Linked DNA regions of Mus musculus: region 1 is linked to region 2. Evidence: chromatin contacts called from public HiChIP or PLAC-seq data. All regions are on one chromosome and are shown on one strand. The core of a region is the stretch at or near the end of the contact, and the rest is flanking DNA. Distances in the headings are between cores, read along the strand shown.

The links. HiChIP or PLAC-seq counts read pairs in DNA pulled down with a chosen protein or histone mark.
Region 1: an H3K4me3 HiChIP or PLAC-seq map of bone marrow-derived macrophages shows a contact between it and region 2, with 7 times the contacts expected there. The contact joins the enhancer-like site here to the promoter of Calcb in region 2. A contact is called at or near these places in 18 of 39 promoter capture datasets (the 3T3-L1 cell line, cranial neural crest, embryonic stem cells and 7 more), 24 of 484 Hi-C or Micro-C datasets (B cells, the G1E-ER4 cell line, adipose-derived mesenchymal stem cells and 13 more), 20 of 115 datasets of contacts at active chromatin or transcription factors (bone marrow-derived dendritic cells, bone marrow-derived macrophages, embryonic forebrain and 10 more) and 2 of 9 other capture datasets (embryonic stem cells and macrophages).

The regions. Positions count from the first base shown.
Region 1 is chr7:114,278,129-114,283,026 of GRCm38.p6, reverse strand. No RefSeq gene overlaps it. Among named protein-coding and RNA genes, the nearest start is that of Psma1, 4.5 kb to the right of the region's middle. Within about 2 kb of position 1,911, at least 18 of the 459 cell types and tissues checked have an H3K27ac peak or open chromatin away from gene starts, as enhancers often do. A contact at or near this core is called in bone marrow-derived macrophages, stem cell-derived epiblast-like cells and trophoblast stem cells, where this site is marked.
Region 2 is chr7:114,716,370-114,720,749 of GRCm38.p6, reverse strand. It overlaps Calcb (calcitonin-related polypeptide, beta), which reads right to left and starts at 2,107. Exons shown (of 5, transcript NM_054084.2): 1 at 2,028-2,107; 2 at 920-1,015; 3 at 536-676. The coding sequence starts at 1,008.

The sequences.
Region 1 (4,898 bases), core at 662-3,161, 440 kb after region 2:
GAGGCAGCACCAGAGCCATCCACAATAATACCCAGCCATGTTGTTATTTATTGTCTTAACAACTGGTATCCCAATTGGGGTGACAGGAAATCTCAATGTGACTTGAATTTGCATTTCTGATTAGAGTAAGATTGACTATCTATTTCTTGTGTTTATCATTTGTGCTTCACCTCTGAGGTATTTGTTCATCTTATTAGCTCATTTATTATCTTACTACGTTTGACGTCTTTGTGTGTTCTAAATGTTAATCCTGTCAAAAGCATAGCTAGCAAAGACTTCCTCCCATCCTGCAAGCTGTCCCTTCATTTCATTGTTTTTTTCCTATGCAGAAGCTTTTTAATTTTGTGAGAGCCCGTTGTCAAGCGTTGCTACTATCCTCGGAAAAACGGAGCCCTTGCCTGCGCCTGCGCCTTAAGGTGGTTTTCTTACTTTTTTTAAAGGCAATGTTGGGGGTCAGCTTTTCAGACTTGCTCAAGCTAGATACACATTCTAGCACTGAGCTTCGATCTCCACAGACTATCTTCATTTAACAGGATTCAGCAATACACACTGAAGGCTCAGGGAGGCCAGAGAAGTTATAAAAGGCCTCAAAGCTTAGAAGTAGCTAAACTCAAATACAAACTTAGATCTACCATAATCAACCATAATTTTGGAGAACTCCAGCATACAGGTCTTATAACTCTTTTCTATTCTCACTCTAGTCTATGAAAATTACCCCCCACTTTAGGGTTCCCAGCTGTGATGGTTAATAGGTGAACACAAATACCCACCTTCTTTGCTTCTTGGCTGTGAGTACCCAGTGTCCAGCAGCCTCAAGTTTCCAGCCACAGTGGACTGCACCCTCCAACTGTGAGCCAAAAGAAATCCTTCCTTCCTTAAGTTGCTTTTGCCGGGTAGTTTGTTGCAGGAACCAGAAAAGTTAACTCACGCACCAGCTTAGACCTCCACACAGCTGCCCCCACTTATTTCATATGTGCACCCGGATGTCTGACATTCCAAACTCCAAATGTGAAAATAGTTCTAGAAGTATAACATAAACTCCATTTTGACAGATTTTTTTTTTCACACGAGAAAGAGAATCATGTCTCCTGCCCCCTGATGGAAATTTAAAACACTGTTGTATGTGGATCCAGGGTTATACTCATTGGTTGAGATGCCTGTGGAGGCCAGTAGAGGGCACTGGATTCCCTGAAACTTAACTTACAGGCTGTTGGGTACTAGGAACTGAACAAACCCAAGCAAGACCTCTGTAAGAGCAGCAAGTACCTTAGCCATCTCTTCAGGCCCTAGAAATTACCTTTACCCTAAAAGTCTGGCCTCGCTTACTAATGGCTTTAAAGGAATACTGCTTTGCTGGATTGGTTACCCTACAACATTTTTGTTGATCAATTTTTTAGCTCCTGGCTAAAGACATCATCAGCCAAAACCTGTATTTACTGTTAGGGCTGTGGGAAGCAAAAGGGAGCCACAGGACCTGTCTGGGGATACCAGCTAAGTCTGTCTGACTTTCTTCCTTTATCATTTGTGTGCATATGTATATATGCATGTGGACTTTATAGACACCGCAGGAGCCAGTTCTCTTTCCACCATGTAAGTCCTAAGGAGCAAACTTAAGCTGTCCCTTCACGTGCTGAAACAGGGTTTCTCTGTGTAGCCCTGGCTGTCCTGTCTTGCCAGTTACATTTCACTGGGCACCGAGTTTGTGTGACACGTGCCATGTATATGCATATGCACGGTCTAGTTCTTGTCTCTCAGGGGTGAAGGTTTGATAGAAAGGGACAATCTGTAAACAAGTGAGGTTAAGAATGTGAGTGGTAAGATGGGAGTCTGCCTCGAGTTTGGCTGAGGATCCAAGGAAGTCAAATGCCAACTATTCCACCATAAAATGGAAAACCACCAAAAGCAGAAATTCTCAGTAACGGGGGAATGGGTGGAGACGAAGTCTTTTGCAATTCCTGACTATCTTCTACTCACTCCTAAGCTAGGGAGGAAATTTAGTTTAGAAGGGTTTTAGAGCAATTTTTTTGGATTGTTGTGAGTCAACAGCTTTTTCCTCAGCTATTCCTAGGGAAAGAAACTTCAAGGATTTAGTGTAATTTTGCTATATAACCATTGGGTCAGAGGCCACAGTGGACTGGTGCCAGGCTTACACTGAGGGATTTATATACCCAGTGCTCACATACTTTTCTCATGTACAGTCACTACTCTAGGAATACAAAAACAAAAACACAGCAAAACAAAAAACAAACAAACAAACAAAAAATGGTGAACAGAATGGACAAAACTCTGGGCCTTCACAGAGCCAAAGAGCTAGGGGGGATTTTGCTGATACACTGAAAAATGAGTCTGGGGTTTGGTCAAAGTCCATGGTTACTGAGATCTGAGGCAAAGTATTCCTCTGAGAGTGTTTCTTTGGATCATAATGTGCTATTGAAAAGGACCACATCAGGCAGGCGTGGTGGCGCACACCTTTAATCCCAGCACTCGGGAGGCAGAGGCAGGCGGATTTCTGAGTTCGAGGCCAGCCTGGTCTACAGAGGGAGTTCCAGGACAGCCAGGGCTACACAGAGAAACCCTGTTTCAAAAAAAACAGGACCACATCAAAGGACAAAAATATTCCATACAAAGAAGATGGCCACGGACCTGAAGTCCCTAGCGATGAGCTGATAGCCTGAAGGTACGTTTACCCATGTGTGCAAGGTTACCAGTGTGTTCTCACTGAAGCAAAGGGGGTCTCTGTAAAACCCGAGCGGTAACCAGGGTTAAGTTAACATCACTAGCTCAGGAATCAACCTTTAGTCACAGAACTGAAGCAGCTGACATTAAACCGTCTCCCTTCCTGTTTCACCTTTGAAGACAGCCTAGTTGGCCTGGACAGAGTGCACAGGGGAATACGCAGGTAGGGACATAATCACCCATTTGTTCAAGCTAGGGAAGCCAAGAAGCATCTCCTTTAATATTTTATCACCATGATGAATGTGTTAATTACTGGTCTCACATTAGTAATGGACTAGTTAGCCTCAGTCAATTTGTTGGCTTTTTTTTTTTTTAACTTGATAGACCAAAAATGTCATGAGATTTCTAAGATAGTTCATTCGAAAGCAGGGAAGAAGTCCACACTGGGTTTGTTTCCACCATGCAGAGGGAACAAACTCACTTGTATGTGGCACCAGCTCTGTCTCATTTCTTCAGCATATACAGATCACCACAGACATTTGCAAGTCCTCACGAAAAAAAAAAATTCAACTTTGCTTTTATTTAGAAGTTACTCTTATATGGTTGCCATTGGGCTGGAAAGACAGCTCAGCAGTTAAGAACATTGGCTGCTCTTCCAGAGAACTCAGGCTGTACTCCCAACACCCACATGGCAGCTTATAAACCTCTGTTAACTCCAGTAGAAAGGAAGCTGAAGCCCTCTCTGGCCTTCATCAACACTATATGCATATGGTACACATATGCATACATACATGCAAACGACCCACACATGAAAAATAAATAAAAATAAAATTATTTAAATAAAACTAAAAATCCTGACCTAGCTTACTAACATGGTTTGCTGAGCTGGCATTCCCACAAGATGTCTTTGTTGATCAATTTTTCAGCATCATTAGCCAAATCTTCAAAAACAGGTATAGAAGAACTAAAAATGTAACATGTGCTTTAGGACCTTAAGGAGAAACACAGAGACAGAGAGAGACAGAAAGAGAGTGCCAGAACGGCCTGCCTCTTCTCTTGGCCTGTAAGTGGAGCTTTGTGAATAAAGAAAGAATATCATATTATTTTCTGAGAAGATAGAAATCAAAAGGGCATTTTTAGGAATGATAGGTCCATTTTTAGTAGACTTTTCTTTTTTAAAAAGATTTATTATTTTTTATTTATATGAGTACACTGCAGCTGTCTTCAGACACACCAGAAAAGGGCATCAGATCCCATTACACATGGTTGTGAGCCACCATGTGGTTGTTGGGAATTGAACTCGGGACCTCTGAAAGAGCAGTCAGTGCTCTTAACTGCTGAACCATCTCTCCAGCCCTTCATTAGACTTTTCATTAATTTAATCAAGATTTAGTGAATACCATACGGTATCCCAAGCTCCCCAAGCTTTCTGCCAGATATGATGAATGCTTCAGTAAAAAATTTTAAAGTGAGCCAGTTGTGGTGGTACATACTTTTAGTCCTAGCACTCTGGAGACAGCTGGATTTCTAAGTTGGATGCTAGCCCAATCTATGCAGTAAGTACCAGACCAGACAAAGCTAAATAGTAGGATATTGTCTCAAAAGAAGATTTTAAGTTAAAACTTCCGATCTTCCCCTGCATAGTAGTGCACCCCTTTGTGCATACCATTAATCCCAGCACTCAGGAGGCAGAGGCAGGTAGATCTCTAAGTTTGAAGCCAGCCTGGTCTACAGAGCAAATTCCAGGACTGACAGGATTACACAGAGAAAAAATAAAACCAAAAATCCAAAAAAACTCACAAAACCAAAATTCCTATCCTTGACTGTTTATATGGTTTCCTGTTGTACATTTACAATAAACACAGACATACACACCAGCTTTTATGTGAGCCAGAATGAGGATTTTCTTTTCTTTGTTTCTAGAAAGATCTTTCCTTCGTAGGACCACAGTGGCATCATTATCATAACTACAAGCTAATGAGAAAACAACAAAAGCAAAATCAAGGGCAAATCATTAAGTAACTTCCTTAATCATTGGAGGAACAGTGAAGAAACACAAAAATATTATTACTAGTAATGAAAAGACAAAGCACACTCAAATTAGAGGATTTTTTTTTCTTTTTCTGCTCATCAGTTTGACAAGTTAGAAGGAATACACAATACCCATGGTGCTGCTGAAAGTATATACAAAGTGGCCTGTCAGTCACCACTGAATATAAGTT
Region 2 (4,380 bases), core at 858-3,357:
AACCAGGCCAGAGTTGGTCTCTTTCAGGGCTAGGAGCACATGGGCCCTGTAACAATGTAACATGGGACCCTGTAACAATGTGTACACATCTATGAATGCCCCGACCTACCTCAGACTCTGTGCTACCTGTCCCAGACCCCTTCTACCCCAACAACTTTTCCTTGTAAGTGTGGAATGAAGGCTCCTTGACAGTTGAAAGAGCAGCAAATGTTGGAAGCTGTTAAAGCTTCCTGAAATTCTAGTCCATCCTCTGGCACCACACTTACCAGTCCTACCTCAGCAGGTTCAGCGATGTTGATGTTTCCCCATCAGTGCAATCCAAATCCCTTCTACATCTCCTCATTTCTTTTCCCAAGAGTTTTCAGGAGAAACAACATTGTAATGTGTCTAACAACTATGAGCCCCTCTGGTGGTACTGGAAGCTCTGTGGGAGGCTAGGACTCACGTTTAGTTCCTTGGACTGCTGGCCACTGTCTCTCGACCTCTCTGGAATAAGTCCTCCTACATGTGGGGGTCAGATGGGGAGGAGACTTACCGGGAGCCCTTAGTCTCTTGCTCCTCCTGTTCCAGCTTCCTGGCCTTCATCTGCTCATAGTCCTGCATCAGTGCAGCAAGCAAGAGATGTTTTTCCTGGTCGCCGAGGGTGCCCAGGTCTAGGCTGCTCTCCAAAGCGGACCTGTGGAGGTAGCAAAGCCAGTGCAGGTTCTGATTCCCTGCCTATCTCCTCCCCAAATAAGAAACCAAGCTTCCTAGCCCTTGCTTCTTCCCTAGGGGCGTAGCGGTCTGGTCATTAGGCCAGTTCCCACATGAGGGCGCTGAATTACCAATAACCAAGTAGGGCTACAGAGCCGCAGAGTTGACACACCCCAGGGGCAGCCGGAGGAGAGCCAGACTGCACTTCTGATTCAGGTTAATTTACCTGAAAGGGGCAGCCTGGAGGCTGCTGGCCAGGCACAGGACCCATATGCTGCTGAGAGCCAGAAAAGGAAAGAACTTCCAAAAGTCCATGATGTCTCTGTAAGAAGAGAAGAATGGTCCAATTGCTCAGGACTATAGACCCAGGTTCTATTTCTCCTACCACACTGCAGCTCTCAAAACGTGCAGTAGATGCAGTGTGGTGAGTGGCTTGATAGAGCAGAAACGAGTGGGGGAGAGTAGATGTGGTTTGCAGTTTCTGCTCGGTTTAAGAACAAGGAGGAGCTACCGGCACTCATTTGCCCCCAGCTTGCAGGAGAACACACGTGCCGCGCCCCTTTGGCTCTCATCTGTGAAGAAACCAAAAACCACCCAGAGATCCCTGCGCCTTGCTGTCCCGCTGCTAAGGATTTCTAACAGGTTGAAATTATTATAATCACCCTTTCTGAGAGGTTGCCCTGGGGAAGAAAGTTAACTTGGAACTAATCCCCCTCTCTCCATCTGCAGAGTTGGGAGATTTTTTTTTTTAAACTACCTCAGAACCGCAGATGAGGACTCCTCCTCCCCACAGCGAAGCGAGACCCACCTGCTTGCTGATAACCCCAGGAGGCTAAAGGCTGGAAACATCTGAGAGAAAAGATCAGTGCTCCCCAATCCCGAATCCAAGGAACTCTTTAACCTAAAACTGGTTAGGATGCGGCAAGACCACCTTCCCTCAAGGAGGGGGCACAGACGCGCCTAGATAGGGTCGCCCAGCTTCCAGTGCTGCTGAGTAGTCGTAGGGGTCCCACTTACTTTAGTTAAAAGAAAATGTCAAGACTGTACTTTCTGACAATGGCTGCAGGAAGGCGGAAATGTATGTGGAATGATAAGGAACCAGGACAGCAAAGGGATCCAAGTAGAGTGGGGTGTGGTGGCTTGCGCCTGTAATCCGCATCCTTAGGATGCTGAGAAAGGAGAACCTTAGCGTTTGAGACGAACCAACTTGAGCTATATAGTGGGTGCCAGGCCAACTTAGACTACAGTGTGAAATACTGCATTAAAAAGAGCAACCAAAAGGAAACAAACTAAAGGAGAGAGAGCTGTAGGCGTTGAGAAGTTAAGTTTCTCACCTGCTAGCCCGTGTTGGAACAGCGAGAGTGAAGTGTCCACTGCAGAAGAGCACACACACACGGCTGTAGGCGTCTTGTCCCCAGAGCCGTGGTCTCTTATTCTCGATCTTGAGGGTGTGGGGGGTCCGCAGTAGCTCTTCCACCAATCAGAGCTCTGACCGAGCTTCCATAACGTCATAGCTGGAGCTACTTACACTTCTGCAGGAGGGAGGCAGCAGTCCACTCCCTGTCTTTGAGGTCATTGCTGAGGAACCGGGTAGGAGTGGGAGTGGGGGTGGGGTAAGGATACAGAGAGGGTGAATTCGTCCAGAATGTGAGCAAACCTGAGTTTGACATCACGACCTCTTTAATACCTGAACTCCAGCCTACAACCTTTTGCTGCCCACTCCAATGGGGACCTGAACCTCGTAGCTGGACTCCCACGCAGGCTGAGTAGCACTCCCAGGTTCTAAAAGGACTTCAGTAGATACATCCACGATGATGACTGTCACAGGAAGAAGCGGGTCCTTGGATACATTAGGGTACTTCTGTCATACCTGTCCCAAATGGGCACTCTAGCAGTGCGTGCTTCCCATCACCTAATAAGGATAGAAACTAGAGAGTATTGTGGAGCAGCAGGCTAACAGACTGCACAGGGAACTGGGCTTTCTCCTCCTGTACCAGACCTTCCAAATCCTGCGCTATGGTTTTTACATCCCTCCCCCGCCCCCATTCAAATCCCCAGACCTCACACTGCTGTAGCAGTGTAGATTAAAGCACTTCCAAGCATCCCTGGCGGGTTTGCCTAGCAGGAGGCTGGCGCTCAGATGGCAGTTCCCTTCCCCTCCCCTGCATCTCCACCACCCCACTCTGCAGAGCTTGAGAGCTGAGCCAGGGTCCTGCACAGGCCACCTGAGCAACCCAGGGGTCAGCAGGGAACTTTCACACTCACTCAGCTGCTGGTTAAGCATCCATAGGTTCAGGCATCCGACAGCTGGCAGGTGACCTTTGGCATTAACACACCGTGTCACTGAGGAATACTCGGTTCACTTGCCTTCAGCAGAAGACTGTGTGCACGCACTAACCCAAATCAGTTGAGCTTTGGCCAAAAATAATCTCACATTTCTGCTTTCAGAATCAGGCATGAATTATGTGCACTGGGATAGGCACATCACCACTCTGGCCTAACCATGGGCATCACAAGTGCCCACCCAAGAAAAAGAACTGAGTATCTCCTGTTTTCCACGTCGCCCATTCTTCCAGGTGTGAGGAGAAGATACGCGGTGCTCAGCTACTAGAAAGTGAACTGACATCATTCCCAAGGCTTCAGGCTTTCCCTCTCCGCTGCTTGGTTGCAGCACAAGGACTCTCCAAGTGCCCAGCTTGCTGGGGGTTCCAGTAATGTGTGGAAAAGGCTATACCTGTGGCTTGGGAGATCCACACCTGGCCCTCAGTTTCTGAGAATCAGAAAGGAACTCAGTGTGTTTACTCAGGTCCTCTGAGTCACTTTTCTGATTCAGGTCCTAGTTGTTGGAGCAAGGGCAGATGATACCACCCTCCCTCAATTAAAAAAAAAACCCCAACTGGGAAACTCCCGCTGGCCTCCAGTCCTCAATGTGGTGAGGAGGATGGGAGGCAGTTTCCCCAGGAACCTAGATGTAGATCAAAGTTGCCCCCAGCAGAGGCATAGGATGGCTTTGTAATGATTTTTTTTTTGGTAATTGGTAGGGCACCCAACCAATGCTCTCTAGAGGAATTTCTTCATGAAAACAAGGTCCTTCTCCATCTAGATTGTGAGTTCACTTTTGGATGGAAGGAAAATCATGGGAATGACCTTTTTTGGTTTGAGGGTCTTCTCTCCAAAAGTCCTACAAATAATAGGGTGACATCTGTGTCCCTCTTCTGGATTTGGGACTTGAAAAGTGCCTGTAGAATGTAAAGGTGAATCTGTGAGGTGAAAAGTACCCGAATCCCCATACTTCTGTCACTGTCATTGGGGTCTGGCAAAGCTGTGATGTAGTAATTGCAAGCATCATTTTCCATGGGCACTCGGCCATCATTAAAAGGGAGAGAGTAGATGAAGATAGCCCCACTTCCAGCTTTCCAGTCTGACCCAGCCATCAGTAACATGCATGAGGAAGCAAGAAGTAAGAAGAGGGATAAAGCAGGAATCTTGATACGGTCTGCTGAGAAAACCTCAGAATATTTATTTATTTATTTGGGAGAACACAGAACCTTGAGAGTAGACCATATATATATATATATATATATATATATATCTCCAAAGATAATATCTGCAACACCTGAACTTTTCAGAAGTCTTAAGATAGCCAGAGGGCAGTCAGGAGCACAGTCCCCAGCTGTGCTCAACACA